Linked DNA regions of Zea mays: region 2 is linked to region 1. The links are chromatin contacts, called in public Hi-C maps. All regions are on one chromosome and are shown on one strand. The core of a region is the stretch at or near the end of the contact, and the rest is flanking DNA. Distances in the headings are between cores, read along the strand shown. Region 1 holds the start of LOC100278968. Region 2 holds the start of LOC103642022 (protein NRT1/ PTR FAMILY 8.3).

Region 1 (5,622 bases), core at 2,057-4,556:
ATCAATAGTGTAAGTACCAGACATGTTTTCATCAAGTTAGAAGGATCGGCATGCTATACATGATAAGCATCATGAACAGCCAAAATCCTTGAAACAGAAATATCAAATGCTAAGACAGCAAAGGCCTTTTTATCTATCTTTATGGTCTGAGCAGCTTTCAGGGAAGTTTTATATTCGATTTTTAGCATTGCAAGACACTGCCATTTGTATGGATTAAATCGAATTGCATACCAGTGTTGAATAAAATGCAGATATATTTTTGTATTGTTGAGTTTGTGATCCAAATTCTGAAGAAGGCGTCCAAGTTGGCGAGCGAAGCGGAGGCCCGTCGCTGGGAGGCTTGGGCCGGAGCCCCCCGCGGTACGGATCGTTTTAGGGTTTCACCTCTATAAATATCCTTGTAAGCCGCAGGAGATAATCATCTCAATTGTAAATCTCCTGCGATCTGTAACCACCCGAAAATAGTGAGAAGTTGCTGGCCGGTGCCCGTGGTTTTTTCCCCTTCGCTTTAGAGGGGTTTTCCATGTTAAATCCGTGTCTTCTCTGTGATTGATCTTGTTTGTGTCGTATTCATTCATAACAAGTATGAATGGACAGAGCAGCATACCAGGCACTCCATTAATGAAGTTGTTGCAATAGTGGATGCATCACACGGTAGAGCAACAACAAACAAAATAGCATGCAACACAGCCCAGGTTGGCACTAACAGCAGCTACTCAAAGTTTACTCAAATTAATTATAACCAAGCAAGCTCCCATAAATTATGGTTCAAGCCTTATTCTGCAACCTGATCTACACAACACCAGCGTCAAACATCAGAATTTAGGGAAATAAGTGAGCAAAAAAACATTGATATTGTAAGTGCCAGACATATGTTTTTTACTTTTTTACAACTCTACGAAGGTTTGCAATTCTATATCACTATATGGAAATTTTGAACAAATTGGCAAGAGCTCTGCCTTTCAATTAAGAGAGAAAAAGAGTGTGTGCGTATGCCCAAAACCAAAAGTGCTCAAAAGCTCCCAGCACAATAAATCGAGTATGAAAGAGGGGGAACTCATCTCAGCAAACTAAACCAGTTGTCAATGATGTGCTCTTTTATGCATATCCATATTCTCCTTGATCTGCTACACGACCTGGTAGACCGAGGAAGGGTTAGTGTCAAAGATCCTTTGGTTGTGGTCTTTCCAGAGGTTCCACAAGGTGTAGATGACAAGGCCGTTGAAAGCTAGCTTGCGTTCTTTGGGAACGAGACGTAGGTTGTTCTCTCATCAATCGCCAAAGGAGATGAAGTTTGTGTGCTGAGTCACATCAGCCATCTCAAAGTGTTCTCATGAAGTGATTTGGCTCCATACCGCCTGTGCAAATGGGCAGGCGATGCATAGGTGGTATCCGGGCCATTGCAGAGAGCACAAGAGTCTTGGTGAGGGCGTGAGGCCATCCCCGATGAGTAAGGTTGTTGACCGTGAGGATTTTGTTTTGGATGAGAACTAGGTAAAAATTTTGCATGTGTTTCCCATGTGAGCTCGCCAAAAGATGTTTGTTTTGGATGACGACTAGGCTGAATTGGCGCTATACTATTCATCCGCAGCCCATTTTCAAGTGATTTTGTCTGTTATCCGGTTGTAAAAGGAACTCTGAATGGCCAAAGCAATATAAATTCTTCTGTTTGGGTTACTGTGGTGATCTTTCCCCTCAAAGTTCTGACACAGGTGCCGTTTGTCAGTTCCTGTTGGACTGTTTTGTTTTTCCTTCTGACCAAGTGGAACAGGTGAGTTGCTAGATTTCTTGGGGCCTCACTGTTAAGCCAACTATGCTGCCAGAATTTTGCTTTGCTTCCATTTTCGATGGCTACGATGGTGGAGGCATTGAAGAGGAAGCCACCTACTGCATTGCAGGGGACTTGTCGGCCCAAGGCTTGTCTTCCGCTGTCCACTATTGCCAAAGCCACCGAAGTCGAAGAGTTCTGCTAAACTTTTCTAGGTCCAACACTCCCAGACCGTCCAAGTCTTTGGGCATACAGACCATTGGCCAATTTACCAGACAATGACCACCATTAGCATTTGCATCTCCTTCCCAAAGGAAGGATCGATGAATCTTGTTAATTTGCTTTCTTACCCAGACTGCAAGCGAGAAGATCATTAGGGGATAGGTCGGTACAGATGAAAGGACTGACATGACTAGAATGTGTCGTCCAGCTCCATTTGGGAGCCTGCCTTTCCAGTCTGGCAGAGTTGCCGATTTTCTCGATGAGCGGTTGCACATGAAATTTTCTGATGGTGTGGGTGTGCAACTAAAGGCCCAAGAAGCGGCACGGAAAGTCCTTTTGAGATCCTTGAAAGGGCTCTAGGATGTGTTGGAGGTCCATATCTTCACATTGGATGGGGTATATGGCAATCATCACGAACAACCAAAATCCTCACAACAGAAATATCAAATTCTAAGGCAGCCCTGGTCTTCCAATCTATATTTATGATTTGAGCTACTTTCAGTGACAAATTCTATCTTTCAGCCTCGCAAAACACTAGCATTTGAGTAGTAGGTTAAATTGTTTTCCGTGTCCGTTGTGAATAAAGTGCAGTGCCGATATTTTTCACTGAACGGGCAAAGCACACCCAGTAGGCCAGCACGGCAACACTGTAGCATGTAGCTCCAGCGCTCTGGAAAAAAAATGATCGAGAAGTTGTTGCAACACTGGATGTGTCGCAAGGCAGAGCAACATCACACAAAACCTCATGCGACACAGACCAGATTAGCACCAAGAGCAACACAACCCAAAGGCTGCTCACTGCTCATTTTGAGCCCACAAATTACGCTTCAAGCCTTATTCTGCAATCCGATCTGTACAAATATAACGTCCAATTTGAGGAACCACACGCCCCTACCAGAACTTTAGCACAAAGAGGATAATATGATGTTGCAAGGAATATCACACATAACTTTAGCTAGATGCCAGTAGTCTAGGCGCAGCAACCAACAAGTCAGAGCGGTACCAATACCGGCGGGAGCCATACACGCTCGCAATCGCTACTAAAAAGCATCTGCACCAGTACGCCATACGGAATAATAAATGGCCGGAGGCAGGGGAGGGGGAGGAGCCACCTTGCAGAAGAGCCTGACGGACCCCACGGCGGCGCGCGGCCTGGCGCCACATGATGACGTGGTCGAGGAGGCGGTGGCGGGGGATGGTGAGGCGAGCACGAGCGCCGCTTCGGCCCACGCCGGCATCGCGTGGCGGGCGGGGAACGCGGAGGGCTCAGGGCAGCGAGAGCGAAGGCCTGGGCTGGGGCTGAGGAGCAGAGCAGGTGAGATTCCGTCGGCTGATTGGGTTCCTGAGTTTTTCTCGGCGACAGCGTGAGTACTTGAGAACAGGCTGATCTTTTTTTTTTTTTTGGGAGCGCGTGCTCCGCCTCCGCTTAACAGTAGTTCTCTAATACACTTCCTAAATCAACAATTTAAATAATTAACACAAAAACTCGTCTCCAACGGTTCTCTAAATAAGCTTTCTAAATTTAACAACTTTTTATCTAACCTTGTTTCCTCTCTACATTTGATAACCATTTAGCAACTCCCTAAACAAAAATGTTTACTGCATTATATAGATAATGAAGGTAATTGATGATATTTGTGACTTTATCTTTTTTATGTGGATAGATACAAAACAAAATTACAACCTATATTAAGAGAACTATTGGAGAACTCACATTTTTGTACTCCCAAAGTTATTTAGCAACTTCTTAAATCTGTGATTTAAAGAGCTAAAATTTATATAACTATTGGAGTTGCTCTTAGCTCCCTATCTCTGTTGTGCGAAAAAAATATTTCTCGCGGCGATCTCAGCGAACGCATGCAGTCCGTTTTCAGCATAGATAAATTCAGATCTCCATCCTCGTTTAAATTTAATTATACTTCATTCGATATTAATATAAAATATTATCATTTATGTAAATTGTTAGATGTAAAAATCATTGTGAACGTTAAAATGAACATATTTATATACGGTTGATCTCTTGATAAATTAATTAATTATTTTTATTATTAACTATTATATAAAAGCATCCTCACATGTAATTTTAATGGATCCAAAAGGAAAACGGGAATGAGAAATGCTTCTTCATCCTCGTCCCTATCGGATGAGAAGTTTTCCTGTTTACATCCCCGTGAGAAAAAAAATTTCTTCATCTCCATCTTCTAATAGAGGAATTTCCCCGAAAAATCGAGGCTCAGATCCCCATTGCCATTTCTATTTCTGACTGTTGTGGTGTTGTCTACACATCACGACACACCATACCTACTACTGGGTGAGGAATGGAAAATAATATAATATAGAGTAGTTAGTATAGGGTTAAAATATGGAGTAAATATGACTGCGGATGATTATGATATAGAGTAAAGAATTTTAATGATAAAGATAAAATATTTTTTAATATAAATTTAGAGTTATATGACCGGATGTATCATAAAATAGCCCTGCAGTGGTCGACTATATGATATGAAGTCTTGCACCCTATTTCTTCTCTGCCGAGCGGGCTCCACCTGGACAACCACCCCAGGCGAGCTCCTGCTGTCTGCCGCAGGGAGGCGGAGATAGGGGTGGATATCGGCTGAGTCGAGCTGGTGTCTCGGCTCGATTCGTTAAGAAACCGAGCCAGAGAACCAGTTTGACTCGGCTCGTTTGCGAGCTCGAGCTGGCTCTTTTAGCTCGCGAGCCACAACAAAAAAATACATATATATATACAACAATATAATAAATTGCTAGTTAATTTTATAATAATTTAATACTAAAAAGGCTAACAATACTCAATTCTATATATCACATTATTTAAACCCTAAATTAATATAGTTCATCACTCATTAATTCATTCAATACAAGTATATACTTTGTTTTATAGATAAATGCTAGCTCATTCGAGCTAACGAGCTGGCTTGAGCTCGTGTCGAATTGGCTCGTTAACGAACCGAGCTGAGATGTTAGCTCAGCTCGTGATAAAATTGAAATTAACCGAGCCGAGCTGACCACGAGTCGAGTGAGCTCACGAGACACGAGTATTTTGTCCATAAAAGTCGCCTAGAGGGGGGGTGAATAGGGCGAATCTGAAATTTAACAACTTAAGCACAACTACAAGCCGGGTTAGCGTTAGAAATATAAACGAGTCCGAAAGAGAGGGCGCAAAACAAATCGTGAGCGAATAAAGAGTGTGACACAATGATTTGTTTTACCGAGGTTCGGTTCTCGCAAACCTACTCCCCGTTGAGGTGGTCACAAAGGCCGGGTCTCTTTCAACCCTTTCCCTCTCTCAAACGGTCCCTCGGACCGAGTGAGCTTCTTTTCTCAATCAAACGGGAACAAACTTCCCCGCAAGGACCACCACACAATTGGTGTCTCTTGCCTCGGTTACAATTGAGTTGTTCACAAGAAGGAATGAAAGAAGGAAGCAATCCAAGCGCAAGAGCTCAAATGAACACAACAAATCTCTCTCACTAATCACTAAAGCTTTGTGTGGAATTAGGAGATGATTTGATCTATTTGGTGTGTCTAGTATTGAATGTTATAGCTCTTGTAAGGTGTAGAAGTGTAGAAACTTGGATGACTTGAATGTGGGGGTGGTTGGGGTATTTATA
Region 2 (5,622 bases), core at 2,296-4,795, 440 kb after region 1:
GTGGTTGTTGGGCTCGTGGGTCTTCAGTATCTGCGTCGAGTGGAGCACAAGCGAGTCGATCACGGCGCCCCAACTCTCCAGAACAAACGCCGCCGCACATCACCGTAAAGCATGACCAAGTTAAAGACGCCCCTCCTATCGCTGTTTCAAGCTAAGTTTCAACACACTCAGCCTATCCACCAACCGTCTTAGGTTTGGGATCTCTAGTCAATGCCAGTGTGGATCAGATTATCTGGGCTGGTTCAGGCTCAGTACACCTCTGAATGCACGCATGCGTCCGGTTTTTTTTTTTTTGCCAAGATTTGGATTTGGTGACACAGACCGTGAGATGCTACGTAATTAAGACGTGGCTGACGGCTGCGCTGACCAGGAGTTGAGAAGATTTTTTTCAAATCGAATCTTTCTGTCAATGCTACTGATGGAGCCTCTTTCTGGGATCTGATTATATGAACGACCGAACCTCTCAACAATCACATAAATAATAAAACTGAACCTCTCAACGACCACACAACAACGGTGCCGCCCTGCAGTCCAAACGCAGATCATGTATTTTGCCACGTGCTGGTAATACGGTTTTCCACACACGGCCACACAGGTAGAAAAAGTACGAGCTTGTGTACTTTAGGGGGTGTTTGGTTTTTAGGGACTAATGTTTAGTCCCTTCATTTTATTCCATTTTAGTATATAAATTGACAAATATAGAAACTAAAATAGAGTTTTAGTTTTTATATTTGATAATTTTGTAACTAAAGTGGAATAAAATGTAAGGACTAAAAATTAGTCCCTAGAAACCAAACACCCCCTTAGTTCGGTTTGAGAAAAGAAAAGTAGTTCTCGACAGGCATGTTTGGAAACTCTGTTTTTATACCATGGTTTACAATATCATAGTTTATTGTGTGACATGACATAATTATGATATATTTATAATTATGATATATTTTATATTTGTGCAATTCAACGTCTGTTTGGAGACACTTTATTTCAATTTTAGTGTAGGAGAAAAGAAGATTGTAGCTATGTGCTGTTATAAATGAATGCGACACAAAGAAGATCAATCACAGAGAAGACACAAATTTAACGTGGAAAACCCCTCTAAAGCGAAGGGAAAAAACCACGGGCGCCGGCCAGCAACTTCTCACTATTTTCGGGTGGTTACAGATCGCAGGAGATTTACAATTAAAATAATTATCATCTGCGGCTTACAAAGATATTTATAGAGGTGAAACGGCACAAGCCTCCCGCGCGACGGGCCTCCGCTTCGCTCGCCAACTTGGCTGCCTTCTTCAGAATTTAGATCACAAACTCAACAAACTCCACCTTGAGACAAATTCCTTGTAGCATCATAATAGCAAACTCCACCTTAAACAAATGCATCATCATCTTGCCGACGCCAACAGCCACTAAGGGCTAATTTATAATACCAACTAAGTTTGAGCATAGCTCAAACTTAGCAACAGAAACATGCTTTGTCATCATATCAGCTGGATTATTATCAGTACTGATCTTGCATACCTTCACCAACCCTTTTTCAATGATATCACGAACGAAATGATAACGAATATCAATATGTTTGGATTTCTCAGTAATCATCTGATCTTTGGTGAGATGAATAGCACTCTGACTATCACAATAGATGGTAATGCAAGACTTAATTCCACATAGCTCTGAATATATACCTTTCAACCATAAGGCTTCCTTAGTAACTTCTGCAATTGTCATATACTCAGCTTATGTGGTAGACAAAGCAACAGTATCCTGTAAACGAGCTTTCCAACTCACAACACAATCTCCAACAGTAAAGACATAACCTAAAAGAGATCTCCTCCTGTCTAAATCACCACCATAATCTGAATCAACATAGCCAACCAGACCATCTCCAGATTTACCAAAACATAAACAAGCACTAGAAGAACCACGTAGATATCTGAAATCCACTGAACAGCTTTCCAATGCTCTTTACCAGGATTAGACATATATCTAGCAACAACGCTCATAGCATGAGATAAATCAGGACGAGAACAAACCATAGCATACATGAGTGACCCAACAACACTAGAGTATGGAACTTTTGACATATATTCAAGCTCAGCATCAGTTTCAGCACACTGTTTAGCAGACAGTTTAAAATGAGGAGCCAACGGAGTACTCACAGGTTTAGTATTTTGCATGTTGAAACGACGAAGGACCTTCTCAATATAATTCTTCTGGCTCAAGTACAGCAGTCCAGACTTCCTATCCCTGACTATCTCTATGCCAAGGATTTTCTTTGCAGCACCCAGATCCTTCATATCAAATTCGCTACTAAGTTGTTGCCTTTAAAGCAGTGATTTCCTTCATGCTCTTGGCAGCAATCAACATGTCATCAACATATAGTAGCAAATATGTAGGTGATCCATCGCTGCGCTCCGGTCCAAGCCTCCCGGCGACGGGCCTCCGCTTTGCTCGCCAACTTGGCTGCCTTCTTCAGAATTTGGATCACAAACTCAACACGTGCAAGCAAAAAAACCTTTAGTCCAGACCTAAAATATTGTGGTATTAATAAAATCATGGTTTAAAAGGCATAATTTTTAGATATGCTCTCAAACGTCTTTTGGTCCAAAATACTATGGTGTGCTCTAATACCACGGTATTATCTTGGGACTAAGGAAATAATGGGTTTCTAAACAGGCCATGAGAGTCAAACGACTTGCTGCTGTGTGCTAGGCGGAAAGCAAATCGAACTAGTAGTGTCAGCTACTGTGAACGCCGGGAAAGAAGAGATGTCCGCGGAAAGAAGCGACACGGTCTCACCTGCAATGTTGGAGTTTGACCGTTATCCTATCTAGGCGGCAGCTGATGCTAAACTGTTAGTAGCGGACACGTTCTTGCACTCCTGGCAGCATGACTGGGCATGCGTAGCATCCTATTTGCATCGCTACTGGAAGTCTCAAAGTATGATGCTTGCATGACACTACCTGTCCTGTCAGTATAAGCAAACTAGGACGGGCCCGGCCGGGGGCAATTCTTCGAAGACAGAGTCAATGGTAACTCTAGTCAGGGTGGAGCTGAAGGCCACTGATTCTTGAACGTTTGTCAGAAGACACATCTTGCCGTCTCAGAAAACTGCAGGGGTGAATCCCCCCTGGTGCTAGCTAAGATCCATGCACGATGCGCCACCGGTCGACGACAGTGAGCACGGCCGTTGAGTGCATGGGCTAGTAGCGCCGATCAGGTAAATTAGGCACGATACGCTTCGCAGAAAGATCGGAGCAGTAGGCAGGAGGTTAGAAAAAGGTTACCGCGGTGACACGCCGTCGGGTACGGGGGAAGTGCAGATTGCATGGCGTGTCTTCAGAGCCGCCAACTCTAATAAAATGGCAATATGCTGCTTTGAATTGATCTCGCCCGAGTACAGAGAGAGTGTCACGCCGCTGGGGACGTCAGGGTCCGTGACGCCCGCCGCTTTTACCAGCTCCATCTCCCTGTCGCGTGCGTGCCGCTCGAGGGTGGCCGGTGGCCGCGTATATATAAAGCTGCGCTGCTTGCGCTCTCGTTCATTCATTCCCATCCCAGGCTCAGGTCTCCGAGCACGGCACACGACCAGTGAAGCCGCCCGCTCCGCGGCTTGCGAGCAAAAAGCAGGAGCTGGTAGCTTCTTGTAGCTCGTGGCCGGTAGCTTCTTTTAACAGCTGCAGCGGCAAATGGACGCCGGCGACGCCATGGAAAAGGGCCAGCGCTCGTCATCGCGGCTGCCAGAGGTACGCCGTACGCGCTAGCTCCAGGAGCTCCTATTCATTTTCATTGTCCAGTGAAGTAACATATACAGAAGCGTCCCCGCTTCCGTTTGACCGTTTGTACGCGCAACATATTGCAGAGGGGGGCTCCAAAGATTCAGGAGGAAAGCCTCACGGTGCCACTCATTCAGAACAAGAAAACCGGGAGCAAAGCACCGGCGGTGGTTCTAGGTGAGCTCTCCCTCTTCAGAGTTCAGACAGAGCCACCGAGACTGCTACTCTAGTTTCGACCTTTCTCTAGCTAGTATTAATACTAGCTGACAGACTGAACACCGAACGTCTTCTCCAGGATTCGAGTGCCTGGAGAGCACGGCGTTCAATGGCATCGGCACGAACCTGGTGGTGTACCTAGAGACCGTCCTGCACGGCAGCAACGTAGCCAGTGCGTCCAGCGTCACCTCGTGGTTCGGCACCAGCTACCTGACCCCGATCTTCGCCGCCATCGTCGCGGACACGTTTTGGGGCAACTACAACACCATCCTCGTCTCGCTCCTCGTCTACCTTCTTGTGAGCATATATTACTGCTATTTTTTTTCGATTCCAAATCCTAATCATCAAGCGAGCATATGCTTAAGCTTAGCTCTTTGCGATCTGGTCGGCGCGGCCGCAGGGCATGATGCTCGTCACCTTCTCGGCGTTCCTGCCGGCCACCGAGCTCTGCGGAGTCGGGCCCTGGTGCCACCCCATGCTCGGCTCGCGGAACGTGGCGTTATTCCTCGGCCTCTACCTCGTGGCCTTCGGCAGCGGCGGCGTGCGCGCGGCGCTGCTGCCGTTCGGCGCGGACCAGTTCGACGGCGACAACGCCGTGGACCGGGAGCGCAGGATGTCCTTCTTCAGCTGGTACTACATCTGCGTCGACTTCGGCATGATCGTCTCGGGCGTCTTCATCGTGTGGGTCCAGCAGAACGTCAGCTGGGGCCTCGGCTTCGGCATCGCCACCGCCTGCATCGCCCTCGCCTTCGGCGGATTCGTGCTCGCCACGCCCATGTACAAGCGCCGGATGCCCACCGGCACGCCGCTCAAGAGCCTGGGCCAGGTCGTGGTCGCCGCGCTCAGGAAGGCCAGCCTCAGAGTCCCCGCGGACGCCAGCCTCCTCTACGAGGTCCACGACAAGATCGACGAGCAGCCCAGGATCACGCACACCGACGAGTTCGGGTTCCTCGACAAGGCGGCGGTGGTCGTGGAGACGGACCTGGACCTGGAGGAGGTGACGAACGACGCCGACGCCGCGGGGTCGTCGTGGAGGCTCTGCACGGTGACGCAGGTGGAGGAGCTCAAGATCCTGCTGCGCCTGCTCCCGATATGGGCGACCAGCATCGTGCTGTCGGCGGCGTACGCGCAGCTGAACACCACGTTCGTGCAGCAGGGCGGCGTGATGGACATGCGGGTGATGTCGCTCACCGTCCCGGCCGCGTCCATGGTGTCCTTCGAGGTGCTGTGCGTCCTGGCGTGGGTGCTCATCTACGGCTCCGCGGTCGTGCCGGCGCTCCGGGCCATCTCCCCCGCCCGCGGCGAGCCGTCGCAGCTGCAGCGGATGGGCGCCGGGCGGCTGCTCATGGCGTGCGCCATGGCCGTGGCGGCGCTGGTGGAGACGAAGCGCCTCGACGCCGCGGGCCGCGGCGAGTCCGTCAGCATCGCGTGGCAGATGCCGCAGTACTTCGTGCTGGCCGGCGGGGAGGTGTTCTGCTACATCGCGCAGCTGGAGTTCTTCTACAACGAGGCGCCGGAGACGATGAAGACCATGTGCACGTCCTTCGCGCTGCTCACCGTCGCGCTGGGGAGCTACATGAGCTCGCTCATCTACGCCGTCGTGGACGCGTTCACGGCGACCGGCGGCCGGCCCGGCTGG

What was found. Hi-C and Micro-C count contacts between places; a contact is called where the count stands out from the background.
Region 2: a Hi-C map of ear shows a contact between it and region 1, with 2.1 times the contacts expected there. The contact joins the promoter of LOC103642022 here to the promoter of LOC100278968 in region 1. A contact is called at or near these places in 2 of 25 Hi-C or Micro-C datasets (ear and tassel).

What each region holds. Positions count from the first base shown.
Region 1 is chr10:142,453,844-142,459,465 of Zm-B73-REFERENCE-NAM-5.0, forward strand. LOC100278968 reads right to left here and starts at 3,307. Exons shown (of 3, transcript NM_001152061.1): 1 at 3,103-3,307. The coding sequence starts at 3,228.
Region 2 is chr10:142,889,631-142,895,252 of Zm-B73-REFERENCE-NAM-5.0, forward strand. It overlaps LOC103642022 (protein NRT1/ PTR FAMILY 8.3), which reads left to right and starts at 3,546. Exons shown (of 4, transcript XM_008665334.4): 1 at 3,546-3,737; 2 at 3,854-3,944; 3 at 4,063-4,280; 4 at 4,384-5,622. The coding sequence starts at 3,681.